Regions from separate parts of the Gossypium hirsutum genome. Here region 1 is linked to region 2. Evidence: chromatin contacts called from public Hi-C data. All regions are on one chromosome and are shown on one strand. The core of a region is the stretch at or near the end of the contact, and the rest is flanking DNA. Distances in the headings are between cores, read along the strand shown.

Region 1 (4,705 bases), core at 826-3,325, 190 kb after region 2:
TGTGACAACAATTTTGAAGGAATTAGAAGAGTTCATAATTGACTTGGACTCTATCTTACTATCTTAAAAGATAAGGAGTTCATTAGTTTAGATTTACTTCAAGTAAAAAACTTATTATCTAATTCAAGTGAGACTGAACTTGTTAAAGGTTAGCCTATCCCGTATTTTTTAACGTGGATGAAGTTATTTAAAGCCTGTTTATAAATTGTCATATGCACAACAGGGTGTGCTTTGGAGTGTTATTTTGTTGAGTATTTTGGCTCTCTTTTCTTAGTCCTTTGGAAAGAGATATTGATTGTAAGGTGAAGTTTTTAAGGTGAGTAATTATAACAATTTAGAGACGACGACTTTAAAACTGCGCTTATTCATTGATGTAGGACAGATTAAGCTTAAATCAAGAGTTGTAATAAAAATTGTTCTTTAAATTAAACTCTCTAAAAGTTGAATTCAGAATGCATTAATAAATTTATTGTATCCATATTTTTACACTCTTTACTCTTATTATAATATCTAGATTCTTGTAATAAATGGGATGATGCATTGAAACTAAATGTTAACTATTTATTATAAAATTTCAAATTTTAAACAATTTATTATACCTTTTTTGAACTTTCTTATCACCATTGACTTCTATTTAACATATTCATTTTTAATTCGTAATTTATATTGCTCAAATTACAATAATGTTTTTACTCCAAAAAGGTCATGCTTGTGTTAAACAACATCACAAGATTTGTTTGTTAAAAACGCAATACTCTTTTTCTATGATTTAAAATATAAGTGTTATTAAATAATATAGTGTCTTATCCTTAACATCATTATCCAATTAAAAAAATATTGGTGCTATCAAAAATTAATTTTGAATAAAAAATTCAATATTTTTTACTAAGTAATGCATATTTTATTCAAAATTGATTGTTCAAGTATAAAAATTCTTGGTGCTACAATCGGTTGAAATAAGTCCCTAAAATTAATAGATATTCTAAAATCAAAGAATGTAATATGAAAAAATGTGCAATCCATTGAATGCAATCCCAATAATAGTAGAGATTTATAAAATTAGATTTAAAATTAAAAAACAAAAACAAAGTAAGATAAGAATTATAAACTTCAAAATTCGTTTCATATTATGAAATCAACCATATAAGCAAGAGAAAAAAATCATGGACCCAAAAACACAATAAAAGTAAAATAAAACAAGATATAAATTTTAAAAAATCCAAGCAATGAGACAAAAAATAAATAGGGATCGCCGTGAGTTGGATATTGGCTAGGCTCCCCTATCATATTAACTAGACTCATTCCCACAAAAAAAATATCACTCAATCCTAATTTCAAATAAATTATTTATTCTTTCTCGTTTGTACATTAAAACTTTATCTTGATCATGATGGACATTCACTTAATAAGATATTCATAACAAAATTCATTTAATACAACACATTTTAATAAATATAAACAATTCACCAATGTATAGCATAAGTAAGAATTTTAGTTAATTAATAATTAATCCAATAAATAAAATAGGAAGATCTTTAATTAATTACTTTCCAGAAATGGACAAATTTGAGCAAAAGTAGATATTTAAGAAATCCACTTAGAAAAAGAAAGCATCTACACATAAAATTAAGCTTTTTAACCTCAAGTTAAATCATTATTTTGGGTTAAATCAAATTTAGGAATTAATTTAGACAAAAAAAATTCAAACCCAATGAAAAGTAATTGTTAAATTCAAGCTCTTAAAAGTGATTTAACCTTAAAGCTTTTATAATATTTTTTTAATTTCAATCATTATAGATTCTGGCTAGACTTACGTACGAATTGGGTCGGTTTAGTTTGTGGCCCGACAACTCAAGTTTATTATTTGTATATTATAATAATATTAAACTTTTTATTTTGAAATTTATATATTTTTATAACTAAATTTAAATATATTTACTTTGAATTTAGATCCAACCGATTGTCTCGAAATCAAATATGGATAGTTCTAATCTAAGGTCGACAGATAATTGAAGGGTAATGCAATGCTAATCTGGTGAGTATTTGGGCTGGGTTAACAACAACACTAATCTGAGCCCAGATTATCCAGCCTATCCAATATATAAGGGCCACTTACACAATTTTCTCAAAATTGGCCCATATTATATACTAAAATGTAAAATGATGTTAAAGAAACAAAAAAAGAAAATTTATCCTGCATCTCCCAACTATGACCTAAACTCTAAATTAGTCATCAAACTTCAAAACATTCTAACTAAATCCTGAAAATATCAGCATTGTATCAATTACGTTCTTCTTCAACTTAACTATCAAATTGGGTGTTAAATGTTAGCTTAGATCTCATGCGGAACATGTTTGAAACATATGAATCAAAATCGAAACATGTTTGTACTTATCGCATGAACAACTTAAATCTAATGTGTTAAGAAAAAGAAGTAACACTTCAAAATTCTGATGACACTATTTTTACTTTAACGCATCAAATCTAAATTGTCCATGCACTAGATATGTGTGTTTAAAATTTAATTCACGAGTTTTAAACATGTTTTGTGTTTAATTCAAATTGACATTTAGCACACAAACTGATGCTAGAATAATAAAAGAATCTAATTAATACAATATTGATATTTTAAAGATTTAATTAAAATATTTTAAAATTTATAAACTAACTTAAAATATGAATCATAATTTAAGAATGGATGGTAAAATTAAACTAAAACCCCTAAATCTGAATAGATTTAATTCAAGAAAGAAAAAGACTTTAGTATCTAAATCTAATTTTGCTTATAAAATCTTCGACCCCAAATATATTTGCATTTCAAATCTATATTTTGGAACATATTATATATATATATTATAGGTGTCTGGGTAGGAAAAAAAATATAATTTTCTTTTAATTCATTATTTGGTAATGTTGATATATATATATTTGAAAAGTACATAATTTTTAATTAATATAGGTGTAAAGCCCAGATTTCGCCCGGGCCCAATAACAAATAAAATACCCATAGTCCATTTTACATAAAAAAATAAACCCAATTTTGCCAGCCCAAATAAAATACCTTAGGCCCAATACAACCCTAGCCCACAAACAATTTGTTGCAGCAACAAAGGAGAAACCCTAGGGCGCCGTTGACCGCCGCCTCTGTCCATGCGCGCCGCTTTATCTCCTCACACACCATCACCACGCCTCTGACACCTGCAAAGAAATTGAATACAACCATAGAGCATGCTAACAGAAATGACAGTAAATAGGCAGATAGAGGATAGTTTAATAATAGGATTCGGCTATAAAAGCCATAGGATCCCCTTGTAAGTTTTTTTTACGAATGCACATCAAAAAAATCAGAAATAGAACGGAGTTTTAAAAGGTTGAATCTGATTATATATAATATATATTATAGGTGTCTTGGTAGGAAAGAAATGTAATTTTCTTTTAATTCATTATTTGGTAATGGTTAAATATATATATATTTGAAAAGTACATAATTTTAAATTAACATAGGCATTTCTCTTATTTTCTCTCATCTCACCATTTCTATTTGAAAGGATTGATTTTTTATAATGAAAAATGATCTCACTTTTATTTTCCTCTCACTTTTATTTTCAACTAAGCGCAATCAATTTTTTTTCACTTTTCCATCTAGTGAAACACACCCTTAAGCATATTAGCAGAGTGATGGTTTTATTGTATGTGTCATGTTCTCTTTATTGTTCTGATCATCCTCTTAATCTTGGAAGGAAGATATTTATGGGCAAATTAGGGTTTAAAGTGGGTTCCTAATTAGGGTGAACTTGAAAATTTTTTAAGAGATTAGAATTAAATTGTATATTTTTTTATAATAGTAAAAATATAATTCTACTATTTTAATAAATTAAATATTTATAATTTTTAAAGGACTAAATCGATTCTTTATCATTTTTGAGAGCTTAAGTACAATTTTACTATTATTAAATTAAAATTTTAAAAATCTTAAAAGATTAAAAGGAAAATTTCTTATTTTAGGGGGTCGAGCCTCCTACTAGCCCCATCCCTAATATAATAATTACCATCTTAGTAGAGTTTAATCTAGACTTAAATCAAAATAAAATTAAATGTCGCCACATGGAATACCTGTGGAGTATAATAATTTTTTTTTTCAAACTTTTATCAATATATTGCAAATATTTAATCAATGTTAAATTTTTTAAAACCAAAAATTAAAATATGATAATTTTATTAAGATGTAAAAAAAGTATTCTCATTTAATAACAAAAAAAAAAAGAGAGAGAATAAAGTCTAAGTAGAATAATTAAAGCGAATTAATACATGTGGAAAAGATGAAAAAGAATCCTACAGAAAACGCAGCCGGAAAATGTTTAGAAAATTGGGATTCTCTTTCATTGTCGGCACAAGTTTTATTTATTTACTTATTTTATTGTGACGCAAATGCATGCGTACCCATTAGTCAAGAAAACTCCCCTCTTCCACTTTGGTCAAAAGCCAAATAATTTTCTAATTTCAATGAAATTTTAAAATGTAAAATTCTATAAGAATCATCAAATTAATTTTGATTTCGGGATCCATAATGATGTTATAATAATACTAATAAATTTACGGACCAAAGTACAGTTAAAAATTCAAAACTTTTAAAGGGATTATAACGATAGTTTAAGCGTGCTAAGACGCATTCATCTTGCTGAGAATAAATGATAATGAACGGTC
Region 2 (4,512 bases), core at 175-2,674:
ACCCTCTTCCACATTCTGTCTCCTCATCAGTTCGTGAACAATCGGAGAATGCCCAACGCACATCTCGAACTCCTCCATGGTCAACTGCCTCCCAGTCCCAACTTCCTTCAACTTGTTCCACATCCCATCATCTCTAATCTCTTTTACTACAAACTCTTTCCCATTATCAAGGTTCTTAATGGTACATACCTGTTCACTAGAATCCACCTCATTCCCCGCCGCATCGTCTCCACCATCAAATGATTTAGACCCAAGTTCCCCATTCACACTCTTGCTACTCCGCCCAGTGGGCGGCTTATTACAAGTAGATCCATTGCTTTCGCAGGTTCTTAAGTTAGGAGCCGCAACATTAATACGATCGCATTCGGTATTATTATTCTTATTTGCAAAAGATAAACCAACAGAAAGAATCGAAGAGGAATTGGGACAGACAGATAAACAAGGAGAAGAAGAAACAGCAAGCTCATTACAATCACCGTTTGATTTCGATCGTACAATTCCACAGGAACTACTTCCCTTTTCAACTCCACGATCTTGCTCCTCTGACTCTTTTTTTACCAACCGATCTGAAGAAACTGATCTTCTCTCAAGCTGCACTCCTCTTCCTCCAGCATCACCGGCACCCATTGCCCGTCCCAGACCCAGTTCCGTTTCTGAGCCGGGTCTTGACCGGGAAAGACCAGAGTCGCGGCTAAGACCCATTTCACGGAGCAGCCGAGTTCTTCTCTCGGAAACGGAGGCGGGTTCTGAGATCCAGATGTCGAACTTGGAAACGGCCATGGGGAATTTCGGGACGGGAAATGGGTGGCGGGCATTGCTGGAACGGGTAACTGGGTCGGAATCCGAGTCAGACGAAGGAGTAGTTGAGTTGGAACAAGAACAAGAATTAGAAGAAGCAATGCGATCAAGGGATTCGTAAAAATACTCTTCTTCTTCTTCTTCGACTACTTGAACAACTACTTGCCCTTGACCTTTGTTTCCTTCTGTCCCCTCTTCTCCTTGGGTGGAATCCTTGTCTTTCTGGTTGTTGCTTCTATCAATGGGGTTTTTGCTCATGCTTTCTTTATGAGCATTCCCATTTCAAATTGGACAAATGAACCATCAAAACCAAGCCAAACAAAATCTGGGTTTGGATTGGATCAAAGGATGGGAAGGGGGAAAACAGTGTTTGGAGGGAAGGAAAGGGAGAGAAAATCAGATCCAAAGGAAAGAAAAAGAAGGCATGGGTTAGGGGGAGGAAGGAAAGAGAGTTGGGGTTTGGTGATGTCTTTGTGTGGGAGAAGTGAAGGGGAAAATTGATATGGTTTTGTTGGTTTTTGGTTTTTGGGGGGATGGGGCTCTATTGAAATGTGAACTGTGAAAGGTGAAAGGTGAATGGATCATTTCTCTCTTCCAAATAAAATATTCCTACTAATCAAACAAATGGAAACATTTTGAGAGCTTAAAGAAAAGTATTTTATATATATACATTTACTTTCTTTAATGAAATTCCATTTTCATTCGCTCTCTTTTTTGCACTTTCCTTCTTCATAAAACATCCCAATTCTATTTTTTTTAGTAAAGCCCGAACAGTAAATACAATTCGAACTCAGACTACACTTAAAATGATGAACACTTTTAATCATCAAGTCATCATATAAATTTTTTTTATTTTTAATTATTATTACATCGAAATTAATAAATTTAAATAAAACTCGAGTATAAAATATTTATTTTTATATCCATAAATTAAATAGACAAAAAGTGTATTCTATAACATGCCTTGGTCAATTCAGAAGTTGGAAAAAGAAAAAGGAAATAAAGGTGTATCACTATCAACTATGAAGCAAAAGTTGATATATTTATTTTTATTATAAAAATATTATTTTTCATAACTAAGACATAATTTAGTATTTAACAAATCAAATCAAATGAGAAGATAAAAAATTTTATATACCAATTCAAGAATCATGTAAATTTTTTTTTAATATGTTGATGTATTTTTAAAATATTTATTTGATCTATTTCGATATCATAACATATTTTTAGTTGAAAGAAGAAAGGAAATTGGGCCTAAAGCTAAAACTGGCATTTGTTGACTTGTTAGAAAAAGAAGAGCTAAATGTAAGCAACTACCAACTGTTGGTACATGGTACCCAGCCCATTACTATTAAGTCAAGATGACATCCCATAGCTTAAATTTCAACCACTTTTTGGGACCATTTTTATTAATATTTCTCTCTTTTCTTTTGGGGTTTCAAAATTTCACCTTTTTTGCTTTTATAGTAAGCTTAGATGATGATGTTTTTTTCAACATGTAGGTGGATATTTTTTTCTTTCTTTATTTCTGCTAGATTTCATGTGGTAGAAACATTAATAAGTATGAAGGGTCATTATCTATGCTTTGATAACCCCAAAACAAAACATATATATATGTACTAAAAATCTTTTGATTACATGGTCGGAGTTTGATGTCTGCTCATGAGAATGAAACACATTTCATGATTAATTGTTTATCTTTTCGGAGAGCTTCCATGATGAAGGGATTAATAACTATGACGACAATGAGTATCACAATTTCGATAAAAGAAAATTTTCTACTATATGATACTGTTAGGTTACATTTTACTATATTTTAATTCACTAAAAAATTTGGGTAAACTACACCATTAGTCATGAAATTATTGGAAAAATTTTATTTTAGTCAACTAAAAAAATTGTAATTTCATCATTGAACTATTCAAAAGTTTTTTATTTGAATTACTGGGTTGTTAAGTTTTTTTTTAAATTCTGCCAAGGAGCTCCAAGTAACGATTTGACAATCAATACAATTGATCAGTACCCATCGATGACTAGAAGAATGTACCTTGACCCAAGTCGATTTGACGGTCAATGTCAAGATCGAAGAAAATAGTTATTTGAATTCTGGTTTACCAATTCGTGACATCCAAAGTTGTTTCACGAAAAAAAACTGAATTATTAAAGAGAAAGAGAGCTTTCAATTGGTGCATACAGGATAAACAGAGAAATCCATATAACATTGATTTTAATACTCCAATAACTTAAATGAAAATTTTTGAATAGTTCAATGACCAAAACAAAAACTTACCTGTAATTTAATAACTAACCTTGTAAGTCCACCTTTAAAATTTTAAAACTATCTAGTAAGGTAGCATTGTGTTTTGGCCATTTAGCCATGAGAGAATGAATGGCAAATGCTAAAGAGAAGAGGTTTGCTATAATTTGAGCATACGAGTGTTTTAGGTATACATAAAATTGAGGGTGTTAATGGGGGTGGTGGAGTAGTCTTAGAGACCTAAGCCTTAGGGTGTGGGGATGATGTTTGTCAACACAACACATTGAATAAAAAAGACGGGGCAAGTCAAAGACAGAAAAAAGGTTTCCTTTTCTTGATTTTAATCATCATATAATACCTTTAATCACGTGTTACTTGTAAATGCCTTTGGTTTCCACTCCAACCCCAACCATGCCTATATTGCTAGACTTATTCAATATATACGTGAATTTTGAAATGCAATTTTAAAGTTTATAATCCTTATTTTATCTTCCAAGTTGGAAGTAGTTAATGTTTTTGGATAATGTCAATAACAATGGACATAAATTTATGAATATGCAGAATAAATTTAACCATTTAATAATCTTTTCTATATTTGAAAAATGAGGTGTTGTTTGTAAAAGAAAGGGTTAATGTAATTTTTGGTCCCTAAATTTGATATCTTAACTTAAGCGAGGTTCATTTTGACTTGAAAAAAATATAAATGTTTAATGACCTAACGCTCTAATATTGTGCTACATCATCACGTAAAAAAGTTGGCCTAATGACGTGGTACAATCCCAGGATATAAAATTATCAAACTTAGTATATTTTTTCAAGTTCAGGCATTAAAGATTTAGGTACTGAAGTGAATAAAAGAAATATAAATATCAAAATAAACTTAATTGTAAAATTTAAAAATAAAAATTTGTATTAACCCTAAAAAAGTAAATTTCTAAATTACAAAAATCAATTTAGTATTGTGTATTTATTTTTGACTTATTAGATGTAAATATAGAGTTTTAAAATATTGTTTCCATGAAAAATGGGGTGACTTTTGAAACCTAATTAACAACTTGCAAAACAAAATTAAAGAAATGATTCACTAACAAAACAATAATAGAGGACTACATATATATATATACACATATGACCTTGAAAAATGAACCCCCAGACACAAACAAACATGCTTAGGACTAATATTGTTTTTAAACCTACATAACATAGCTATCAAAATCCCATTTTTTTAAAAAAAAAACCCTATAAAGAAGAAATGTCTTATCTTTTACCCCTTTCAAATCTGCAGCAAAAAGGGTACAATTACAACTCATTGTTGAACATTAAGCATGAGGAGCTCGTGCATGAATTTTTATAATATAATTATTAGCCAAATGAGAAGAACCCAAGAAGCTAAACCCTAAAAAGCCTTTAGATCATCAGGCGGTGGATTTAGCCTGTATCCACCTAATTAACTATTA

Evidence for each region. A called contact is a pair of places that touch in the nucleus more often than the background predicts.
Region 1: a contact with region 2 is called in a Hi-C map of leaf, with 1.6 times the contacts expected there. The contact joins the enhancer-like site here to the promoter of LOC107917714 in region 2.

Annotation. Positions count from the first base shown.
Region 1 is chrD01:7,707,871-7,712,575 of Gossypium_hirsutum_v2.1, forward strand. No RefSeq gene overlaps it. Among protein-coding and RNA genes, the nearest start is that of LOC121214371, 6.0 kb to the left of the region's middle. Within about 2 kb of position 2,076, at least 1 of the 9 cell types and tissues checked has an H3K27ac peak or open chromatin away from gene starts, as enhancers often do. A contact at or near this core is called in leaf, where this site is marked.
Region 2 is chrD01:7,521,437-7,525,948 of Gossypium_hirsutum_v2.1, forward strand. It overlaps LOC107917714 (WD repeat-containing protein 44), which reads right to left and starts at 1,425. Exons shown (of 7, transcript XM_016846996.2): 1 at 1-1,425. The coding sequence starts at 1,056.